Linked DNA regions of Sus scrofa: region 1 is linked to region 2. Evidence: chromatin contacts called from public promoter capture Hi-C data. All regions are on one chromosome and are shown on one strand. The core of a region is the stretch at or near the end of the contact, and the rest is flanking DNA. Distances in the headings are between cores, read along the strand shown. Region 1 holds the start of DCUN1D1 (DCN1-like protein 1). Region 2 holds the start of ATP11B (probable phospholipid-transporting ATPase IF).

Region 1 (4,594 bases), core at 678-3,177, 220 kb before region 2:
CACAGTGGGTTTAGGATCCAGCATTGCCACAGCGGCAGTATAGTTTGGAACTGCGGCTCAGATCTGATCTCTGGCTAAGGAACTCTCCATATGCCCCACGGTGGCCAAAAAAGAAAAGAGGCTATGTGTTAAACCAAAAAAACATTTAGTGAGCGATTACACTTAGAGGGATGAAATAGAAGGAATCGGGAATGACTCTTAGCCTTCCTCGCTTGGAAGATCTGGTAAAAAGACAGGAGGAAAGCAGGTTTGGGAATAAGGTTTTGGATTTGTCAAGACTGACAGGCCTGTGGAGTAACCAAAATTAATGTGTAGAAGTCAAGATTTAGGACTCTTCAAAATACAGGTAGTAGTTGACATTGTGGGAATGTGAGTGAGAACATGACACAACTTGTATACAGGAAGAGATTCAGGGATAGTTCTGGAAAGGCCACCATTTAAGAGCCAAAGAGAGCTAAACCAGCAGAGGGAAGTGGTCACAGACGAAGGAAGAAATGTAGAAGAAAGTGGAATCATGGAAAATGATGGAAAGGAAATTTAAGGAGGAAATAAATGTTCAAATGCAGAAGCAAGGGCAAGTAGAATAAGAACTAAGAACTGTTTACTGGAGTTGGCAATTAGGAAAAAGAGCTTGAGTTGTAGACCCATGAGCTATTACGTCAATGAGGTATGACAGTGCGGGGAAAGAGATATCGAGAATCCTCTTCCTTTAGACCATAGATGTTAGTTGATCTTTCAGGTCAAATGCTAGGTGAATACCTGGAGAACATCCAGGGATATGGTCCAGCTTCAGGCTTGCTGCATGAGGCGTATCTGTCTTATTCTGACTGAGCTGTTTACCCAGAGCCTAGCAAGGAGATTGGTACATTAGTATAAGCACACTGAAGGCTGGTGAAAAGAATGGCTGTGTGGTTAGTGGTGGCCAGGGGTCTGTCTTGGTAGAGTCCTGGGAGCTCCTGATACATGGCTGCTCCAGGAAGGGTTAGGAGGTCCCCAGGGATTGCCAAAGAAGGTCTGTGGCTTTCATAAGAATTTTAAAGCTGTGAAGTTATAGAGTTGATCTGGCAGCTTATGCCAGTATTGGGGTGATAACAGGTGAGGGTGATACCACTTCCACTCAGGTTGGTTCTGTTCTGAAACACATAGATCTTTTCGCTCAATGTTAGATCTGCTTTTCTGATGTTTGCTTTATTATCTATTTTCTTATTTCCTTCCCTCGTGCGTGAAAGTGTCTCATCTCTCCAATTATGTCTTAAGGGCAGGGACTATTCCAAAGAGTCTTTTATACTCCCTGCAGCACATACTTGTCCACTGACCCCCAGCAGAGAATACTGGTATCCTCAGCCTCACCAGACTTAGAAGATTAGGTCAAGCCTCACATCAACCCTTGGTTTTAAAAAGAAAAGTTTACTTCCCAAAACTTATCCTAGGAAGGTTTAACTAAGTGGATATTTAGGTGCCAATGGTGGCAGGCATGGGGCCCTGAATCCTCAGTCCTCCTCACCTGGTACCCTAGGACCATCCCACTGGTCTTCCTGTGGACATAGGTCTGGGAAGAGCCTGTGCCATACTAAAGGGCATTACGGCTCCCACATGGCTAGACTAAGGTCGCCCATGGCATGTCCGCGTGGGCGACCTGATGAAGTCCATACTGGAACGATGGAGTTGGAGGGAGGGTGGAGAGAAAAAAAACATTGGGGTGGAGGTGTTTTCACTCTTCCTTTTTTGGGGGGGTGGTATTGATGTTGAGGGGAGGTTTGGCATGGATCTAGCGCCTCAGTCCTGGCCCTTCCAGTCGTCCCCAGTTGCTCAAGTTATGGGCCATCGCTCTTCCCCTCCTCCCGCCCGTGCATACCCAGCCCTGGCCGTCGGACGGAGGAAAGAGCGCGTAGGAAGCGGAGGTGGTGTCCCCCGGCCTCCCACCCCATTAGAGACCGCCTGGCGCGGCGGGAGGATGTCCGCGCGCGCAGCGCGTGCGTCGCCCTCCTGCCCCGCCGCGCCCCCCGCCGGGGAGGGGGGACCCCGCGCCCGGGGGAAGCCCCGCGCGGGTCGTCCGCTGCCCGCCCCAGTCCCTCCGCCTCCCGGAGGCCCGGGGCTGCCTCCTCGGGCCGCGCCGGGGCTGCCCCGCACTGCGCATGAGCGGGAGCCCGGCAAGCCCGTGAGAGGAGCCGCCGCCGCCGCCGCCGTCCATTCGCTGCGGAGTCGGAGGAGGAGGGGAGAGGCCTGGAGGACACCAACATGGTGAGGCACTGCGGCCGCCCGCCCCGCCGGCTGGCGGCCGGCGCAGCCGCGCACCCCCGCCCCAGCCGCCCTCCGCCCCGTGGCGACCCCGCCGCCCCGAGCCTCGGCCCGCGGCCTCCGTCCCGCTCCCCGGCAGGGCTCTCCTCCCCGCCTCTCCCTTCCTCCTTCGCCCCTTCCCGCCCGGGCGCCGCCGCTACGCGAGAGCCGAGGAGGCGGAGCGGAGCCGGGCCTAGTCGGGAGCCCCGGAGAGTTTAGGGCGCGGGGAGCGGCCCCCAGTGCCCCTCGCCCGGGGCCCGGCGCGGCGAGGGGAGGCGTTGGGGCGGGGGGAGGGGATGGGGCAACGGCCCTGCCCCTGCCCGGCCCCCTCGCTGGCTCCATTGTGTCTGGCGGGGGACCGGGGTCCGGGGTTCCGGCTGAGGAGCCTCCCCCCCGCCCCGGAGCCGGGGCTTCCCCCTCCGCCCCGCCGGGGAGAAGGAGAAGACTTTCCCGGCGCTCTTCTCCCTCCTCCGCTCCGGCTTCAACACCCTTCAAGTCTCCAGGCAGTTTTGCTTGGGGCGGGGTAACAGCCCTCTTCCTTTCTCCATCACCTCTCAGCGCGTCCCATGCTTTTGGAAAATGGGAGTTTCACTGGCTAGTTGGTGAAGGTTATATTTACGTCTCTGCTGAGACCATGGGAGACCGCGGAGCTGGGGGACGTGGGGGGAGGGGGGGTACGGAAGTGCAACCTGTTCTTATTTTATAAAATTAGGAGAAGCAGACTTGCTACCTTTTGAGCACGTATTTTATGTACTTGGGGTGGGAGGAGTAATTCCTTTATTATACCAGTTAAAGACCATTTGTGATTTTTAAAAAACAGTTTGTCAAGTTATTTCCCTCTCCTTTTTTTTTCTTTTTTGTTTGGAAAATGTCTAACAAGCTTAAAGACGTGGTATTTAAGTTATCTGTTTACATTTTGGTAATTGTGTACCTGACTCTTGGACTTTAGTTTTTGAGAAGCGATGTTTAGCATTATATCTGAGCATGAGTGGAATTCCATGTAGGATACTGTATGAATAGACAGTAAAAATGATATTGTTGTCCTTTTGCTCAGGGGGAACATAAAGGCCTCTTTGACGAGGGTGTGTGTGTGTGTCTGTGTTAAGGGAATGCCCCAGTGTCTTTGTTTTTAGTTGATCTTATTTTTGCTGAATGACGCTTATCTAGTCTCGCCTCCAACTTGGCAGAATTGTGGTGTCATATATGGACATGTGGTTTAGTTTGCTTTGTACTCAGGACTTACGTTCTCTGGTAAATTTCATGAAAATTTACCATTTGTGTTTGCAAGAAAACTGCTGTAAAGTGCAAGTTAATGTTTAGATTAATGTTGCGATGTTCAAAGATCCACCTGGGTGGCTGAACAGTTTCCAATTTCTTAAGCGTTTTGAGGGTCATAGACATTACTCCTAAAGTTTCCAGACTCTTGGCGTGTAGTTAAGTAGTAAGCTTGAAGTAATGAAATGTAATTCCCTGGTAAACACTCTGGGAGAGCACTGAAATGTGTTCTGTTCATAGTAGTCTCCAATCAGCACCATCCTGTAGAATTCAAGGTCTACAATACACACATTACCTGTTCACGACGATTCAGAATTCATGTGGTTCATATGAGAGTTCAGCTTGGATTGGAGTTTGTAAGCTTCTGTCTTTTTATTAATATTAAAGTAACAAGTTTTGGAACTTAGCCATAACTCATTTAATTATACCAGTAATGACAAGATAACACAAATATAAAACACTTTCTGTGGCTGAACTCAGATGTTGTCACTAGAATTGTCTTGATGTGCTTTTGTTAGTTTGGAAGCTAAATCTCTGTGGGCCCTAATAAAAGTTAGGCCGTAAGAACTTTCTAGTTAAGTTGTTCATTGTAAATTTATTTTACTTATAATTATTTCTTGATACAATTTTTGGGCTAATGTTTTTCCGTTTGTGTAATGCAGCCCCTTTCTAGACCACGTGTTATATTGTCAGTTCTGGGGCAAGCTTAAATGATGTAAAATATTTTGTGTAAGGAAAAAAAATGTGTATTTAACCTATCTGACACATATATAGAAGGACTAAAAATAACTTCGAAACTAGACAATATTCTGTTACTCCTGAAAATCTTTTTCAAAGTGTTCAAGATTTCTGACTTGTTTTCTTATTTGTAAGAGGACAGGATTTGATGATTTCTAAAGTTTCATTCAGGGAAAAATTTTGATTTTTTAATGATTTTTGTTAGATGTGTGAGAATTGTGTAGACTGTGTAAGCTACCAAATTTCTATAGACTTACCACATCATAGAATTTTTAGATGTGAAACAGCCTCAGAGATATCTCAT
Region 2 (4,817 bases), core at 1,827-4,326:
GTGTAAAATAACTAGCATTTTAAGACCAAAAAGAGCAAAATGGAAAAGAAAAAGGAAAGGACAGTCCAATCTTTTCAGTCTACTTCTGCAAAAGAAAACATCAACCTTCTGACACCTCCTAGTTTTTCTCATTGTGTCAACAAGTGAAATCACTTTGTGGAGATAAGGAGTCAAGCATTTCTGTAGAGAAAAATTACTAGAACACAGGAGTTGCTTCTGTAACAAAATGACAATAAACTTCTTACAGCATAAGCTGTTGAAAATCGAGTCATATAATGAATATAGTGTATTTGTATACTGAGTTATATTTGTATTTATATTATAAATATAACTCCAAAAAACCTGTCTTTGTGATCTGTTTATTAATTTCTCCAAATGTGTCCCATTTATATGAATTTTTAAGTGATCCTACTGCTAAAAGACTCAATCCATTGAGCAAATGAAAATATGATTTAAACTAGACTTTGAATTGAATTAACTCCTGGTATAGTAACTAGAATGGCTGTTTATAACTGGAATAATAAAACTGTGTATCCACTATCCTTAGTGTATGACTTAAGTGACTGCACAAACTTAATCAGAGAGACAAAGTCCTACATGGGCACAGGTCTGATTACTTACTTGGAAGATCTGATAACTTAAAAGTAAAACCAGTGAGGTGAGCAACTAATGTCAGAGATGGCATTCTTTATGCAAAGCAACTTGTTCAACTTGTTAACCACTCCATAAGGCAGTAGTCTTGTAAATTAACCACACAACTTCCTTCCCTTCCTTTCAGCTGTGCTCAGTTGAAGCCATTTTAAAAACATTACCACACTGCCTACGCTGAAGATGAGACTGGTTATACAACCAGAATTTTATTCAGGCTAACAAAAATATCTAACACTGAGAACTGTAGTCTTAATCTACTAGGAAAAAAAAAAACCAAACTTTGAGACTCACTTTAAAAATGATCTTCCTGAGTTCCCGTCGTGGCACAGTGGTTAACGAATCCGACTAGGAACCATGAGGTTGCGGGTTCGATCCCTGCCCTTGCTCAGTGGGTTAACGATCTGGCGTTGCCGTGAGCTGTGGTGTAGGTTGCAGACGCGGCTCGGATCCCGCGTTGCTGTGGCTCTGGCGTAGGCCGGTTTAGACCCCTAGCCTGGGAACCTCCATATGCCGTGGGAGCGGCCCAAGAAATAGCAAAAAGACAAAACAAAACAAAAACAAAACAAACAAACAAACAAAAACGGGAGCGGCCCAAGAAATAGCAAAAAGACAAAAAAAAAAAAAAAAAAAAAAAGATCTTCCTAGCACGCAAAAATATCAAACAAGCCTTCCACACATGAAGATGGGAAAACCAAAAGCATGAGATCAGACCCATAATAATTAACATCTGAGAGTCAAGTTACCCAGCTGTGGCTTACTGCAAAGAAGCTGAAGTATTACAACAATATGGTATTATAATGGCATCATTAGCTTGGTTTCCTAATAAGGCATATATCTGAATTCACAATTACCTAAAAATAGAGAGCTAGCATTTGTCTGAGGGAGTGGCAGGCAACAGTAGTTTTATTTATAAGATTTTTTTGGAGAATGATTCCCACAGCAAAATGAATTAACACAAGGCTGGCTCTGAAACCGCATACATTAGTCTAAACGTAAAAATGTTCTGGAGCAGGCAAATAGAGGTATCAATGCTTTAGTCCCACAAAATCTTTACAGTCCCATGAAAATCATTTTTGCCTCACTGCCTTTTGAATTAGTAAATGAGAACACCGATCGTAGAAGCATTTAATTACTAATGCGATTTAGAAATTAAGCATCAACCAGTAACAGACCTCAACATGGAGACAAGGCTAGGCTTCTTCAGCCAGGAGCAATTTCTGTCCTAATTGTCACTGATGCCTTACTGCTGTATTTTGAGGGCTGTAGTTGCCAGGAGGCAAGAAATTTTTCTCTGTGAATTAATTCTGAGAAAGGTGGCACTTTTTATATGCCTTAAATCACCCTTTTCTAAGAGTCTATTTTTCTACAAATGTTCCATAAAACTGAAAAGTTAAGCACTGGTTCCCAACCGGTCTTCTCCAAACCGCCTGGAGGAGAACGGAAAAAAGTAAGGTTTGCCTTCCAAGTTTCACTTGGGGTTGGGTGAGGACAAGGTATAAAGGAAAACAGTCCTTCATAACTACCGTACTTATCTTCTAAACTAGACAGGGTGTTGGAAAATTCTTTCTTTCCCTCACCCAGACGTTGGGTAACATTTTCGTTGAGAGTGGTTAGACTAGATAAGCTACCCTCCTTTAGGCAACCTTGAAAACAGTGAGAAGGGGCTGAAGACAAGTCCTTCCCCTCCACTCAAACGCGTCCCAAATTGCTAGAGGCAGGAAACACAAACCTCTTTTCTCTCCCCAAGACCTACTCTCTTTCCGTTCCCTCGCCCTAGTTCCTCAGGAGGTCGCCGACCACCCCCGGCCCCGCTTCTGGCCGCAGCCGCCCATAAAAGGCGAGGAGGAGGTAGTAACCGAGAAGTGCGGGCAGCAAGCAGCCGCCTCCCGCCTCAGCCTCGGCAGCCCGGGCTCGGAGGCAAGACGCGTGCCGGGGCTGCGCGCGGCTTCGCCGGCTCCGGGACCCGCGCCCGCCTCCGCCGCGGCCTAGCCGGGAGCCCGCGCCGCCGGCCCGTCCCCGCCACCCGGGCCCGAGAGGCCGAGCAGGATCGAGCGTCCGGGAGCTGAGGGACAGAGGCACCTACCAACTGCTGTCGAATCCAGCGCCACATGCCCCCGCCGTCGCCTTCCCGGTCCCGCGGGACTGGGGGTCCGAGGTGCTGCAAGTGGAGGCCGACGAGCCAGAGGGGGAAGTAGTAGAGCCCCTCTGGCTGAAGTTCCGCTCGACGCCGCCGCCACCACCTCACTCCCCGCGCCGGGGCCGCATCTTGCCGTGCCGGCCCCGAGGTCCTACAGGCGCGGCCCCGGCGCCGCCCCCACCCGGCGCAGCCGAGCCTGCTGCCGAGCCGCAGCCACCTTCATTATTGACCGTTGTCACCCGAAGCACCGCCACAACCCCACCCCCGGCCCCGGGCCCCACCCGGGCCCGCCCCCGGCGCCCCGGCCCGCCCCGGATGTGACGAAAGGGATTGCGCGAACCGAGGGGCCCGGCGCGCCTCGCAGCCGTCAGGGAGCGGGGCTCGGCTGCATGGGCGGGGCTGGCGGAGAGGGCGGGGTTCCGAAGCGGAGTTGGAGCTCTGCCCCCCACCCCCTTATTTCAAGGGTAGGATTAAGTCGCATCTGAGTGTCAGTCTACCAAACGGGCGGTTCTGGCTGACTGCTACGTTTCTACCTCCTGTTGCAGGTCTGTTTCTGCCTTCTTTGCTTCCCCCAGTCGCCCAATGCGCATACGCGCAATCTGGAGTGTAGCGACTGAAAGTTAATCCCCGGAGGTCTTCAGTTGCGGTTCAGTTAAATTACCAAAGTCTTTGCCTCTATGCAGCTCTTTTTAGCAAACGACTGAACTGGGGCTAGAGGAACAGTGATCACCTTTAAGTGATTTTGAAAGGAGATGCAACTTCTTTGTGCCTGGCCCAGTGTAGGACCAGTGTTTCCCAGACAATGGACGAGATATTCTGTCTTGCAAGTGCCAAATTGAATAGATTAGGGAGAAAAATACTTTCTGAGGGAAGGTAGTTGTTTACTGTTAATTGCCAAACTCCTGCAATCAAAAACACCCCATAAGTAGCAAGACCTAGGTAAGATAAGGGTGTGGCTAAATAGCAGTAGGAAGCAGCTGGAGCAAGGCCTTGACCTAGAAGGTTGAAATGAAGCTCCAGGTCTGGCTTTGTTCAAAAGCAGGCTCCTATACAACTTGAGTGTTACTGTATGCCTAGTGTGTGCAGCATTTTGCTGAATTAAAACACACTTTGGGGGAGTTCCCATCACAGCTCAGCTGAAACAAAGCTGACTAGCATACCTGAGACCGCAGGTTCGATTCCCGGCATTGCTCAGTGGTTAAGGATCCGGCTGCCCTGAGCTGTGGTATAGGTCCCAGAGGTGGCTCAGATCCTGGAGTTGCTGTGGCTGTGGTGTAGGCTGGCAGCTGTAGCTTCGTTTGGACCCCTAGCCTGGGAATCTCCATTTGCTTCGGGTGCAGCCCTAAAAAGACAAACAAAAACAAAAACAGAAACAAAAAAACCACACTTCACCATTCAACACATGAGAGTTTTGTTTTTGTTTTTGTTTTTTTTAATTGCATTAAGCAAAAACAGAAATCTAAAGATTAGCAGAGCTGGGCAAGTCTTTTGGTTTCAGTAGACATTCTTTATTATATAATGATTATCTAGCACCACAAATAGAGCCTTTCCTTAAGGGTATTTATGATCTGTAAAATCAGAATTAGAATTTTACATTATGGAGTTCCCGTCGTGGCGCAGTGGTTAACGAATCCGACTGGGAACCATGAGGTTGTGGGTTCGGTCCCTGCCCTTGCTCAGTGGGTTAACGATCCGGCGTTGCCGTGAGCTGTGGTGTAGGTTGCAGACGCGGCTCGGATCCCGAGTTGCTGTGGCTCTGGCATAGGCTGGCAGCTACAGCTCCGATTAGACCCCTAGCCTGGGAACCTCCATATGCCGCAGAGGGGCCCAAGAAATGGCAGAAAAAAAAAAAGAAACAAAAAAAAGAATTTTACATTATAAGTAACCCAACTTACCAAATTTAGCTAGATAAAAAGTAATCTTGTTTTTGTTCTTATGACTGAAACTTGCTTTATAACCCTAAAAAGAAATCTGAGATACATTTACTTTTCTGTAATAGTGATAAAACATTACTACCATTCATGGATCA

What was found. Promoter capture Hi-C pulls out the DNA fragments that hold promoters and counts their contacts.
Region 1: a promoter capture Hi-C map of fetal liver shows a contact between it and region 2, with 4 times the contacts expected there. The contact joins the promoter of DCUN1D1 here to the promoter of ATP11B in region 2. A contact is called at or near these places in 2 of 5 promoter capture datasets (fetal liver and liver) and 3 of 47 Hi-C or Micro-C datasets (fetal liver, heart right ventricle and liver).

The regions. Positions count from the first base shown.
Region 1 is chr13:120,948,158-120,952,751 of Sscrofa11.1, reverse strand. DCUN1D1 (DCN1-like protein 1) reads left to right here and starts at 1,927. Exons shown (of 7, transcript XM_003358695.4): 1 at 1,927-2,241. The coding sequence starts at 2,239.
Region 2 is chr13:120,725,892-120,730,708 of Sscrofa11.1, reverse strand. ATP11B (probable phospholipid-transporting ATPase IF) reads right to left here and starts at 3,076. Exons shown (of 31, transcript XM_021069876.1): 1 at 2,735-3,076. The coding sequence starts at 2,761.